Linked DNA regions of Mus musculus: regions 2 and 3 are each linked to region 1. A link is a contact called in public HiChIP or PLAC-seq data. All regions are on one chromosome and are shown on one strand. Each heading gives the region's core, a stretch centred on a gene start, on an enhancer-like site or on the middle of the called end of the contact. The rest is flanking DNA. Distances are from core to core; before and after follow the strand shown. Region 1 has its middle 62 kb from the start of Gm33782. Region 2 has its middle 49 kb from the start of Gm40746. Region 3 overlaps 4930459C07Rik (RIKEN cDNA 4930459C07 gene).

Region 1 (4,391 bases), core at 1,359-3,858:
GAGTTAGTACACCTGGAGGTGGAGACTTTATTGTTCTGTACAAAATAAAACAAAATACCAGAGCCTGAATAATTTATAAAGAGTAAACATTTAGTTCTCACAGTTCTAGAAGTTGCAAAGTCTAATATCTTGTTTTGTATTTTCAACTTTGTGTGTGTGTGTGCGTGTGTGTGTGTGTGTGTGTGTGTGTGTGTGTGTGCAGTGCCTCAACTGGCCAGAAGGGGTTGTCAAATTCCTTGGGGATAGAGTCCCAAGAGTTAATCATCTGTCCAACATGGGTACTGGGAACCAAACTTGGATCCCCTGTAAGAGCAGTACTTTCTCTTAACTGCTCAGACATCTCTCTAGCCTGAGAACTCTGATAGATTCAGTTATTTTTATGAGGTCTACTTCTCACTTCCCAGGCTGTATCTGCTAGTTGCAAGAAACCTACATCTCCACAGAGAAGGAGGAGAGTAGTGAGTCCTTTTAGTCAAGCTCTCAGCCTTACATAAAGAGGGACCTCATAACCTATTTACCTCCCATAGGCCCCTCCTCCCAATACTACCATCTTCATGTTCAAGCTATCTAGCAATGGATCTGAGAATTCACAAGTTCCCAAATACCTTGTACACCGCAAATATACTCATTAAATACAGAGTATGGGCTTTTATGGAACCTTACTTTGGTGGTGTGGCTACCTGGATGGTCAATAATTAGATGGAGACTCAGGTTTCCATACTTACTGACTTGGGGAGATTGAAGCCGTATTTATTTTTCTCTTTTATCTGATCATATTTTTAAACTTGCCGGTCTTGAACCTCGCTACTCCAGTACATGTCAGTCAAAACTCTACTTGGCTCTGGATGTCAGTTCTTGTTGCAAAGTGTGAAGATTTAGGAGAGAGGTGTTGCTTTCTTCTTGCAGCACCCAGCTCGCTCTTCTTTTGGTAATGACTGTCAGTCACAGGGTGACTATGGCAAGTCCTGTGAATGTTTCACAAAGACCCCAGATCCTAATCCCTGGAGCCTGTGAAGATGTGAGCTGGCAAGAGACATTGCAGGTATAATTAGGGTTATGAACTTTAAGATATAATGTTGTGAATGTGCTGGCGGATGAGACACAATCATATGAGGCCTTTAAAGCAAAGGACAGGGACTGGGAGGTAGCTCAGTTGTTGCCATGAAAACACAAGGATATTCTAGAAGCTGCATTAAGGGTTGGGGAATGGAGGATCATGCTTATAAACCTGGGACTGGAGAGGCAGAGACAGACAAATCCCTGAGATTCCATGACTAGCCTTATTCATGAATTTCAGGCCAAGGAGAAACCCTGTCTCCATGACACCTGAGGTTAACTTGGGCCTCCACACGACTCTGAATGGAGTCCCAGCAATGAAGCTTTTTGCTCTGGGACAGTCAGAGAGGCATATTAAAAAAGGAACCCAACACACTTGATGTTGGGGTGAACCAAAGCAGATTTCAGCTGGGAAAGGCTCTTAACTTATGGCATGCAAGGCATCAGGAGCCTCAGTTACATAGCTATCAGGAACTGACTTTGGACCAGGTTCGTGAGTCGCATGAACCTGGAAGCAACTTCTCCCTCCGAGAATCCAGTAAAGAAGCCAAGCCCACTAACACCTTGGTATGACCTAGTAAGCACGTTGCTTAGCGACAAATCTCATATTTTTTTTCTTACAAATAAATGGGGTACCTCTCTGAAAACACCAGCACTCCAGCCTACAACAACGATGTCCTTCCTTAATGGCTCTTCTGTCCTGGCGACTCCTTATGTCCCAGCACCTTCCTTATAACTATGAAGTCCTGACTCTAGGTGCACTAACTACCAAGTTCCCTGATATCTTTTCTCAAGTTTGATCTTTGATAATAATTCCCTAGATCCTTACGTACTCATCTCCCTCCACCCCTAACAGCAATAATCATAAAAAAAACCCAAACAAACCATTGACAGATACTTGTCAGTAAGGACGGCATGCTGGAATAATATACTATATTATTGACCATATATTATCGAAGAAGAAAATTTAGGCACAAGAAACCTAAGCAAAGTTTCCCAGGATCACAAAGTGTCAGAGGCAGTCACTAGGCACTCCTGACTAAAGAATAGGACTAGCCATTCACTCTCTGCTGTAGCCCCCGGTACTTAGTTCTCCGGCGAGTTTAGCTGCCAGACTGCCAGTGTCTCAGACATCCAGCACCCGGCTCTGTTTGGGGTAAGCTTTTCACCAGTTCATTTCACTTTGACATTTTGTACTTCACCAAGTGTGTGCCACTCCGGTGGTTAATAAGCAGCTGACAGGATCAACATAAACTGCTGGGTGACGTGTAAATTAGCAGCGCCTATAGGAACACTAAGAGAAACCACACAGAATTTAAACACTGTGACTTTAAAGGCTGCTTATAAGACCAAGGCCCTCAATTCCTTCAGTTCACTTGGGCTGGGGGCGGGGAAACCCCCCAAAACAGAGCAGCCCAACCACTTTTCCCTCAGCTGTGATGCACAGATGATTTCCGAGAAGAGAAGTGAACTTTCAGAGGTTTCTCGATCAGCTGCTGGGCGACATCCGGCATCCGGTCTAACCACGAATCTCAGATGTCATAGCAACACAGGTCACTGGGAACCCAAAATAGTCCTGCCCAGAGCTCTTTCCACTTCTCACTTGAGCATGTGCGGGAAAGGTGTCTGTCTGTCAGCCAGCACCTGCTGCTCTTCAGAGACTGGGTGATGCGCGCCGCCGCCGCTGCTGTTGTTTAATCAGCCTTGTCTATCCAGCAGCAACCCTTTCTAGACAAGCTCTTTTCCTTTTATCCACGAGTCTCCCAGACTCTTTCGGATCCACACGCACATGTGGTGATCCACAGGGCTTGACAATGTGTGAAATCCCCTCTAATCCCGGGCCCTTCCTCGCTTCACTCCAAAGCTCGATGTTTTCCTTTTGTAGAAACTCACTGGAGGCCTTAAGAGAGATAACGTGCAAGAAAGACTATTTGGCTCTTCCAGAGCTCGCTGTCGCCTCGCCTCAAGTCGCGCGTATCATTTGATCACAGTTCCTGGCTCCGTGTCTGCAGAGAGACACTCCGCTGCAATAAGCAGTTTACTCCTAAAGAACTCACTATTCTGCCTTCTCCTCCCAAGTGCTGGCATCACAGGTGTGTATCACCGCGGCCAGCTGACAATGCAGATTGGATTTGAGATCTTAAAAAAATTCACTGGGTTTTCCTGAGAACAATGTACATGTACGTCATCAAACCCAAGCTCTTGACTCTAGCTGCATATGTATCAAAAGATGGCCTAGTCGGCCATCACTGGAAAGAGAGGCCCATTGGACACGCAAACTTTATATGCCCCAGTACAGGGGAACGCCAGGGCCAAAAAAATGGGAATGGGTGGATAGGGGAGTGGGGGGAAGGGTATGGGGGACTTTTGGGATAGCATTGGAAATGTAATTGAGGAAAATATGTAATAAAAAATATTTTTAAAAATACCAATAAGGAAACGGGGATGACGGAGTAAAGCAGCTGAATTTATCCCGAGAGAAGTGTATTGTTTTAAGATGAGAAAGAAGGACATTTTGGGATGTGGGGGATGCTGAGTGCTTCATATATGCTGACGATATACTCTTTCCATAGAGCTACATAGCCATCCCCCAACAATAATTTTTAGCTGCACATTTCTATTGAGTTTAAACAGCTCATGCACAAAATTTGCTACAATAAGACACCACGAGAAAGTTCCCCTCTCTCAATTTCTGCAAAATCCTTCTTGGAGACAGATGGTCTCGGATATTCTGTGGATCAATCCACGTTTTTAATTTTAGTGTAATGATGATATAAAAAACTATACAAGGAAGCTATACCTTGCATTCTGGTCTGTCCGCAGTCTACCATTATGTGGCACAATGCTCTCTCTCAGGATGCTAGGTAGCACCAAGTTGCAGCAGCTGTCAGCCAGACGTGCGCTCGTGAAAGGTAACATTGCTCTTTTGCAATAGACACAAGTTATTAAGCTATTGTATTTGGTAGCGCAGGCTTGAGATGTTTCCAGCCTACAGTGGACTATGGGGATAGAGGAAAAACTCCCAAGAATGTTGCATCTGACATGGTATTTTTTCAAGGAAAGGGCGTCAGGAAGAGAACATACCATTAACTCCTAATAAGGGCAAAGGAAAAATGGACTCAAGGGGAGAGGGTTTAAATTTATGGAGTGTTGACTTTATGGTAGACACTTGATGTAACACTTGGCTAACTTTATTTTCTCAGTTTCTCCCAACAATCCAGTGGGGGTATCAACATTCCTCGCACCTATCACCACCGCTAAAACTCAAAGAGCAGCTCTTTGTCTCGGCTTTAACAGCTGCTGAGTGAGAGAGCCGAGGCTTACACTCTTGTCTA
Region 2 (4,391 bases), core at 1,045-3,544, 240 kb before region 1:
TATAAAGATATATAAAGAATACAGTGTATTTACGTTTCTTTAAGATACATGTATAAGATTATCTTTAAACACATATAAATATATTATATATAAAGATATAAATCTTATACATGTATAATAAAGATATATATTACATATAAAGACATATAAAATAAAAAATAAGGGGCTGGAGAGATGGCTCAGTGGTTAAGAGCACTGACTACTCTTCCAGAGGTCCTGAGTTCAATTCCCAGCATCACATGGTGGCTCACAACCATCTGTAGTGGGATCTGATGCCCTCTTCTGGTGTGTCTGAAGACAGATACAATGCACTCACATACAAAAAATAAATAAAACTTAAAAAAACATATCGTATATAATAAATATCTATATTATACATATATATGCATATTTATTATTATAGATTATAGTTTCTAGACCTAGCCAGGACTCCAGTGCTCTAAATGCTCTCAGGAGATCTGTGCTTTTTATATTTTAATGGAAGCAGCAATGAGGATATTTACTGAGGTTGGGGATATTTAAGGAGTGAGGCAGGGAAGGGGGCAGGTGTGGGAGATGCCTGGGGCCCCTCTGGTTGCAGGGCTGCCTATAGCCTGGTGGGGAAAGTGCAGCAGGTTGCTGTCAGTCCAAGGAGGTAGTTATGAGACTGTGGCTTAAGCATAGTGGTGGGGATCAGAAGTGGAGGAGGCTTATGAAACATTTTGGGGACCCCCCCCCCCCGAATAGCTGGAGGTGTTAAAGCTTAGAGCTAAGATCACCGTGGTTTTGCGTTTGTGTTATCCTGGCTAGGACCACTCAGGTGTCACGGCAAATCTAGACTTTCAGAGTTTGCGGTGATGGATACGATTGAGTTTTTGTCTTCATCAAGTCTAAATCTGTTCATTAGTTCTAAGATTTTGCTTGATTTGAAAGGACTGGATTTGGGGCCTCAGAAGATGAAGACATGTAAAATAAATTAAAGACATCAGAGTAGTAACTGTTTTGTTCTGTTTTCTGTTTGTTTGCTTTTCAAGACAGGGTTTGTCTAGGTAGCCCTGGCTGTCCTGGAACTCTATATGTAGACCAGGCTGGTCTCAAACTCAGAGATCCATCTGCCTCTGCCTCCTGAGTACTGGGATTAAAGGTGTGTGCTACTAACACATGGCACTATTAACCTTGACTATGAAATACACTTTAATACTGAAAACACTGAGGTGTAAACTGTTCATAGCTGCACTTTTAGCCTTGAGAAGATAACCTTATAAAAACCACAGAACCTCAACATTGAGGTGTGTAGGTAAATAGACCACAGAAGTTGCTTCCTGTCTAGTTCCTCAATCGCTCTTTGATGTTAAGGTGAACTTAAAGGTTTTGTTACTTGGAGGTCAAGGTGAGGCTGTGCTGTCCTGTAGTGTAGTCATGACCGTAACAGTGATGGGCGCAGACTGATGACCATTGAAGTTACTGCATCCGAAGCTTCGAGTGCCCGAGCTCTAGTTCCCTCTGTAACAGGTTCTTAACCCCATTTTACAGACAAGGAAACCAGGACTCAGGATTTTGTTGTTCCCTATTTTTATTTTCCCCAGGCAGGGTCTTGTGAGTCCATACTGGAGTCTAACTAACTATCTAGCAGAGAATATCCTTGAACAAGAGGGTAGCCTCTTGCTTCCATACCCTGGATGCTGGAACAAAGGGCCAGCATCACCACACAGCTTCCCAGCTCAGAAGGTTTAAATATCCCAAGGCTACAAAGCTACAAGATGATGGAAACATGATTTGAAATACATGATTTGAAATTTGACTGCTGCAAAGCTCACATGTCAAAGGCAGGGGAAGGTGAAATGGTTAAGGCTTAAATCAAGGTAAAACCATGGGCAAAATGTCGAGAGTCCTAGCACGGGACTGCGGTTCAGCATAAGGCTGTGAAGTTCCTTTCTTAGCTCAGTCATAACAACCAGACATGGCAGGCAGAGAGCACTTTGTGTGCACTGCCTTTTGATTCTAACGGCAGCCTAGAGGAGCTACTACAGTGCCCGTTACACAGACAAGGCAACTGAGGCTGTAAAGACAGTTTGGTAAGTTTCAACTAGCGTCTGTTTGGCTCCAAGCGGTGCTCACGAATGTAAATTATCTTTTGACCGACCGACGTGACTTCTGTTTTTCCTGACGAACCACGGTGTCTTTTCAAAAACCGGGTTTCTCTTTCTGTCCCTGTTCCCAAGTCTTTTAGGTTGCCTGTGACCACTTTTGTAGCCCCAGCTTCATTATCCAGGTTCACACCGGAGGATCCACATGGTGGCACTGTAACCTCACACAGTTAAAACATGAGGAAAAAGGAGGAAAAAAAAAAAAACCCACTTGTTTCCACTGCACTAGGCAGGCCAGACTCAAGTCTGACAGACAGTCATGGACAGGCAGACTGGCCTTAATTAGACCGGCTTTAGCATTCTACCCTTTCTGGTTACAGACACACAGAACGCATTCTCCTCCAGCTACACCCAGGAGTGAAGATTCCAGAGACCCCATGCCCAATGGCAGGGTGTTGATCCTAACTAATATCACAACATCTAAGAGCACACCACCAAGACCTCTCCAAAGCCAGGAAATGCATGACTATCCCTTTCAAAATATTTTTTATCTGACTCTCATAAGCCCCTATCTCTTTAGACTTTCTGAAGTGGTGGGCTTTCTGAGAGAACAAAAGGAGGGAAAGACAGACAAATTAGGGAGAAAGGAAAAGGATCAACTCTCTGCATACATGACATTAAGTGCAGTACCCAATATCCCCAGACACACTTCCTTATGCATGGGAAGGCTTACCCAGTTTCTGTCTTGCAGGCTGTAAGATATATTAAAGGTATAAATTCATGATGTATCTTTAGGTGTTTGGTGATGCAAGCTGTTTCTTCAGTACTTTGCTTTCTTTGCTTCCAACTAAGAAAAAAAAAAAGACCAAGATCCTTCCATGTCACAGGAGGGAGGAAGACTTTCCAAGAGGGCAGATCTATAGACAAAGAGAAATCTTGCCAGTCTAGGAATGTAAAAAAAATATGCATAAGGTTGATGGAACAAAAATATTTTTACCCAGATGTAGCTGTCTCTTGTGAGACTATGCCGGGGCCTAGCAAACACAGAAGTGGATGCTCACAGTCAGCTAATGGATGGATCACAGGGCTCCCAATGGAGGAGCTAGAGAAAGTAGCCAAGGAGCTAAAGGGGTCTGCAACCCTATAGGAGGAACAACATTATCAACTAACCAGTACCCCGGAGCTCTTGACTCTAGCTGCATATGTATCAAAAGATGGCCTAGTCGGCCATCACTGGAAAGAGAGGCCCATTGGACAGGCAAACTTTATATGCCCCAGTACAGGGGAACGCCAGGGCCAAAAAGGGGGAGTGGGTGGGTAGGGGGTGGGTGGGTATGGGGGACTTTTGGTATAGCATTGGAAATGTAAATGAGCTAAATACCTAATAAAAAATGGGAAAAATAAATAAATAAATAAATAAACAAATTAATAAATAAAAATATTTTTATTTGTATATTTTTAAGTCTTTTTGAAGTAGATAGCAACCAGAGAGAATCATGCTTTTCAAGATAAGTGGCAAGATTCACACTCATGACTGCTTGTCTTAGGAAGAGTCTTCAGGGCCAGTTTCATTTTAAAGATTTGGGGAATCACTCTACCCAGATGCCTGAGTTGTCTGCACATAGGCTGGCATGAGGAGCCTTCATGCTTTTGTTTGAAATCCAGTCAGCTAGTTTCTGGCTTTATGACTTCGGCCCTGCAGCTATCTCTAACTCACCCATGTGCCACATGCATCCCAGGATAACTTAATGTGGCCCAGCACAAAATTATGCATTTACTTAAAACATGAGAATTTTCTCAAAAATAACATAGTTATGTAGTTCTCAAGGATGAACTTTCTAGATGAGAAAGTCATGTTGCAATGTCAAGAGTTTGGACCCATCTCACAAAGCCTGTTCCTCAACCCAAGTTCTTTCATCTGAAAAATGGGCATGAATACAGTAGCTCCTGTTTTACAGGTTGTTGGAAGATTGTGTAGAAATCTAGCATATGGCAGGCCCTTAATAAACACTTAATAAATGTGCCCCGTTATAATAATAAGAGTCCTGATCATGTTCGATACTGCTCAAAGAACAATGAAGAGACAGAAGAGAGAGCTGATCTGGCTTGGAGCTTCCCCAAAATAAGGCTCAGGTCTTTTCAGGGCTCTAGCTCTATGCTTGGACCCCCTTAGAGATGAAGGTGACTTCCTTTATATTTATATAGCATACTTGGTGGCCAACAGGCCATCTATAGACAGTATGAATGAGGCATTAGTAGGACACTGAGGTCACAGACTCTCTAGTCTTGATGGGCTCCTGAAAAGATGTTTCATCAAATGGTGGC
Region 3 (4,391 bases), core at 1,145-3,644, 130 kb before region 1:
CAGAGGAGAGGGTTTTCAAGGTGGATGGAAAAGAGAGGGAGGGAGGGGGTGGGGAGAAAGAAGGAGCAAGAGAGCAAGAGAGAGTGGAGGAGGCAAGCAGCCCCTTTTATGGTGAGTCAGGCACAACTGGTAGTTGCCAGGTAACTGTGGGGCGGAGCCTAGACTAAATGCTATAAATAGCGCGCTCTATGAGCACAGGCTGGAATACTCTGAGGCCTCTTTCTTTCTTTCTTTCTTTCTTTCTTTCTTTCTTTCTTTCTTTCTTTCTTTCTTTCTTTCTTCCTTCCTTCCTTCCTTCCTTCCTTCCTTCCTTCCTTCCTTCCTTTCTTTCTTTCTTTCTTTCTTTCTTTCTTTCTTTCTTTTTCTCATCAAAAGCTTTTTATTTCTTTTTTTTTAATTAGGCATTTTCCTCATTTACATTTCCAATGCCATCCCCAAAGTCCCCCATACCCTCCCCCCACTCCCCTATCCACCCACTCCCACTTTTTGGCCCTGACGTTCCTCTGTACTGGGGCATATAAAGTTTGCAAGTCCAATGGGCCTCTCTTTCCAGTGATGGCCGACTAGGCCATCTTTTGATACATATGCAGCTAGAGTCAAGAGCTCCGGGGTACTGGTTAGTTCATAATGTTGTTCCACCTATAGGGTTGCAGATCCCTTTAGTTCCTTGGGTACTTTCTCTAGCTCCTCCATTGGGGGCCCTGTGATCCCTCCAATAGTTGACTGTGAGCATCCACTTCTGTGTTTGCTAGGCCCCGTTATAGTCTCACAAGAGACAGCTATATCAGGCAGGGTTCTGAGGCCTCTTTCAATGTTCAGACATCACAAGTCGGGACTTTGGGGCTTCTAATGTAAAGGGCAGCCTCCACGTGTTCTCTGTGTCTCCAAGTGCTTTTTTTTTTTTTTTTTTTCCTCCTGGAAGATGACCAGATATGGCCCACAGACAGAATCAGCACTGACTACACACCCATGTTTTCCTTTCCCCTTAAAAAATTCAAGATTGTGACCCACATTGGGTACTTTGCAGCAAGCTTGCTAAGTCTTGACCAACTTGGTTTTGGAATAATGAACAATGAGTCAGAGTGGAACCATTCAAAGAAACCCACAAAACATTTCTTCGAGAAAAGATTTGCGGGTAAGGAAAATGATGCTCAGATGTCTAATACGCCCTGCTTGTGGTCATGTAGAGTAGGTTATCCTCATGAAAACTGGAGAGGTACTTGTGCTTTGCACTAATCCTCCTTGTTTATTCATGGAAGTATTAATTGCCTTATTTCTTATTTCCCCCAAGTAAGGGCAAAAGGTAGCTCCCGATACTGGGTCCAGGAAGAATAAAGCTAAGTAAGATTATACACTGGCCATTTCTTATGTAAAGTGCTGCCCTTCATAGAGAGACCTTAGGAATTGTTCTCTTCCTGGGACAGCCAGTGAGTGTTAACTGCTGGAAGCATCTCTCAGCAGTCTACGTAGACAGCTTATTATTTTGAGGGCTGTGAAATGCCATTTAGGTATGGATTGATGTTCTTTTGTTGTTGATCCTCAATCTTCTGAAACAGGAGACCTCAAGGGGTCTATTTTCATGAAATGCCCACCAAAATTTTGCCTCAGTCTGAGCCAACTAGTGGATCACTGATTGCCAGTGCCCAGATGATGACTACCGCCGTGTTTCTCAACCTTGCCATGAGGATAGCACTCTGTGATCTGTGACAATGAGTAGTGAAGTCATTCTTAGGGGCTTCTGGGACAGCTTTCTTTGTGCTCATCCACTGAGTTGATGGTTGGTGACTTGAGGACATGATGCATGAATCACAACCTCTGCCCTGATGTCTAAGGTACTACCGTCTGACTTCCAAGACAACTGTGATGAGTCAGATCTCGCCTCTTAGTAGTTAGTTACTTGTGCTGTTTGGAGGGTCTCAGATAAGCCCTTGGGAAGTTTGTCAGCTGGTCTGGTTGACTAGCAGGATTTTGTTTCCCATAATCGGGTGGCCATTTAATAACCTTCTTTGCCTTTGGGTTCCCAAGTTAATAGAGCTCTGAAAAATATAATCCCTTCTAATTAAGTTTTACCACATGGTTTAATGCTATAAAGACTTTTACCAGGGGGCTTAGGTCATACTACAAATGCCCCTCTTCCCACTCATGTGGGGGGACGTCTCTGCTTGCTTTGAAACTGAAGTGTTCCCAGATAGTATAACCTTCCTTCAGTTCTTACACGTAGGCTTCCTTATGGGCTTTGATTCTAAAAGAGTAGTTAGACAGTGCTCCTCAGACTGGACTGGGGCTGAGGGTTCTGAAGGCATCCTGCCCCCCCATGAATGCTAAGCAGTCCCGGTGACCACAATGTGGTTGACATTGTCCCAGTGAATGACAGGGCTTGAGAGATGGGGAAACCACACAGCCGTAAGAACTGGCAAGCTTCCACACTTACTGTGTGCCAGAAGAGGAGCCCAGTGGTTTACATGTGCTCTATTATCTGATTTTTCATCATAGTCCAAGAAATGCTTCTATATTCCCACTTTGCAGATGCGACTGTTGAGGCTCTGAAAGGCCAAATTATTTGCCTAAAGCCGTATACACAGTGACAGACTTATGTCACTTGTGTAATTTGGATCCATGGGCTGTTGAATTCTGGAACCTATACTTTAACTGTTATACTGGCTTAGTTCTGTGCAGATACTGCCAGCATCAAGAACAAACTGTATCTAGATATAAATAACACATAAATATGAGCAGGCCTGGTTCATGGACATATTCCTTTAGAGCTCTAAGGAACAAGTTAGCTTTGTGACTTTGACAGAAAACAGAAGGTAGGTTGTGAAGTTTCTTGGGTAATTCTAGGTACTTGGACACCTGTTCAGCTATTCTGGGATTCTGTGGTGGGGGTAAGGGGATACAGGGAGGGTGAGGTCATTATTGCAAAAACCATTTCCTGAAAGCTTGACTTCAGGAAATGCAGGAGCATTAAAAATACCCATTGTGTGGGAGCCGTGGCCAGATCATGACTCACATTTAACAATTGTGTCCATAGGTCACAAAGGATTTGAGGAACATAGGAGATATTCATACTAAACTCTGTCTGTGGGTGGTTCATTATGAAGCGTTCAGTAGGTTGCGAATCATGTTACCATTTCAAGAGTGACATTTACAAGTTTTCCTGGAAACTGTGAGGCCAGACTTCTTCATTCATACATTGATTTGCAATTAGTTGTCCACCTACTAAGTACAAGGAACTGCATTAGTTCCCTTAGGATATTAGAAAAAGAACTAAGTTGCGTTCTTGACCTTTGCGGTGTGTAGGAAGCACCTGCAGGAAAATGGCCTTCTTTGTAAATTTGCCCACATCTTTGCTTTCACAAAAGGAAGGCCAACTCTTAAAGGAAGATGCTTCAGTTCATTTCCACCACAAAGAAAGGGCTCTAAGTAAATCTGCCAACTCTCAGAACTTATTCCCAGCAATCCCTGGGAGAGGCTTGGCTTGGGCTTGGTAGGTACTTTTTCTGTCATTGTAAGAATGAGACCAGGTGAAGGGAACAGAAATTATTAATTGAATGATCCTGTGCATTTTTTTTAAAATTGGCACTGAGAATGTTTTTGTTTATTATTTCTAATTTATATTTTATTCAAAGTTATATATTCTAAATAAGATATATACATATGCATTACAAAAGGCAGTAATAATCTTCTCCTAGGAAGCTACCCCAAACCCAAGGTTCAGAATAGCATCAATACTTTGCATTTCCCTATGCCTTCTTTCTCTGTCCTAGCATCCCATCTCTCCCCTTTGGAGGAAGCCATTGTCTTGAAACTATGCTTACAAGATAGAGAATGGAGGTCTCAACTCCTCCAGTCTGTTCACGATGAGGCAAAGCTGAAGGAGAAGTAGCTCAGTACTCAGGGTTCATTTCACCATGGCAGAAAGACTCATATTGGTGGCTGTGTTTATTTCCATACAGGCTCCTACTGGTTACATGGAGACATAGTGTCTGGCAAAGGAGTGGATCATCTGAAGACCTTGGTATTAGAAGTGAGTCCAGGACCAATCCTAATGAATGACTCTGTAGGAACCAGGCAGATATGAAGGCTAGGGTGATGGCTCAGTCAGGAAGAGCTCTTTCTGTGAAAGTATGAAAACTGGACTTAAACCCTAGAATCCATATAAAATAGTAGATGCAGTCACATGTGCACCTATAATCCCAAGTGTCTGGGAGGACAGAAAACAAGAGGGTCACTGGGGCTTGCTGGCCACCAGCCTGGTAAATAAGGCAGAGGACAACAAAACAGGGTGCTTGATGCCTTCCTCTGGCCTCCATTGAGATACACCTCCCTGGGAATGAGAATGCTTGTGCTCACTCACCACACACACACACACACACACACAGAATCACAGG

Evidence for each region. HiChIP or PLAC-seq counts read pairs in DNA pulled down with a chosen protein or histone mark.
Region 2: a contact with region 1 is called in an H3K27ac HiChIP or PLAC-seq map of bone marrow-derived dendritic cells, with 6 times the contacts expected there. The contact joins two enhancer-like sites. A contact is called at or near these places in 1 of 15 datasets of contacts at CTCF or cohesin (large pre-B cells), 6 of 484 Hi-C or Micro-C datasets (CD4 T cells, Th17 cells, bone marrow-derived dendritic cells and 3 more) and 3 of 115 datasets of contacts at active chromatin or transcription factors (CD8 T cells, bone marrow-derived dendritic cells and memory CD8 T cells).
Region 3: a CTCF HiChIP or PLAC-seq map of CD8 T cells shows a contact between it and region 1, with 18 read pairs. The contact joins two enhancer-like sites. A contact is called at or near these places in 1 of 15 datasets of contacts at CTCF or cohesin (CD8 T cells), 7 of 484 Hi-C or Micro-C datasets (CD4 T cells, the HPC-5 cell line, bone marrow-derived macrophages and 4 more) and 8 of 115 datasets of contacts at active chromatin or transcription factors (CD8 T cells, the HPC-7 cell line, bone marrow-derived dendritic cells and 4 more).

What each region holds. Positions count from the first base shown.
Region 1 is chr10:96,368,578-96,372,968 of GRCm38.p6, forward strand. No RefSeq gene overlaps it. Among named protein-coding and RNA genes, the nearest start is that of Gm33782, 62 kb to the left of the region's middle. Within about 2 kb of position 2,609, at least 119 of the 459 cell types and tissues checked have an H3K27ac peak or open chromatin away from gene starts, as enhancers often do. A contact at or near this core is called in CD8 T cells, Th17 cells, bone marrow-derived dendritic cells and 4 more, where this site is marked.
Region 2 is chr10:96,130,032-96,134,422 of GRCm38.p6, forward strand. No RefSeq gene overlaps it. Among named protein-coding and RNA genes, the nearest start is that of Gm40746, 49 kb to the right of the region's middle. Within about 2 kb of position 2,295, at least 52 of the 459 cell types and tissues checked have an H3K27ac peak or open chromatin away from gene starts, as enhancers often do. A contact at or near this core is called in CD8 T cells, Th17 cells, bone marrow-derived dendritic cells and 2 more, where this site is marked.
Region 3 is chr10:96,236,092-96,240,482 of GRCm38.p6, forward strand. All of the region lies in intron 1 of 4930459C07Rik (RIKEN cDNA 4930459C07 gene), which reads left to right. The region is part of intron 2 of Gm40747 (a long non-coding RNA gene); the gene reads right to left. Among named protein-coding and RNA genes, the nearest start is that of 4930459C07Rik, 12 kb to the left of the region's middle. Within about 2 kb of position 2,395, at least 87 of the 459 cell types and tissues checked have an H3K27ac peak or open chromatin away from gene starts, as enhancers often do. A contact at or near this core is called in CD8 T cells, bone marrow-derived dendritic cells, bone marrow-derived macrophages and 2 more, where this site is marked.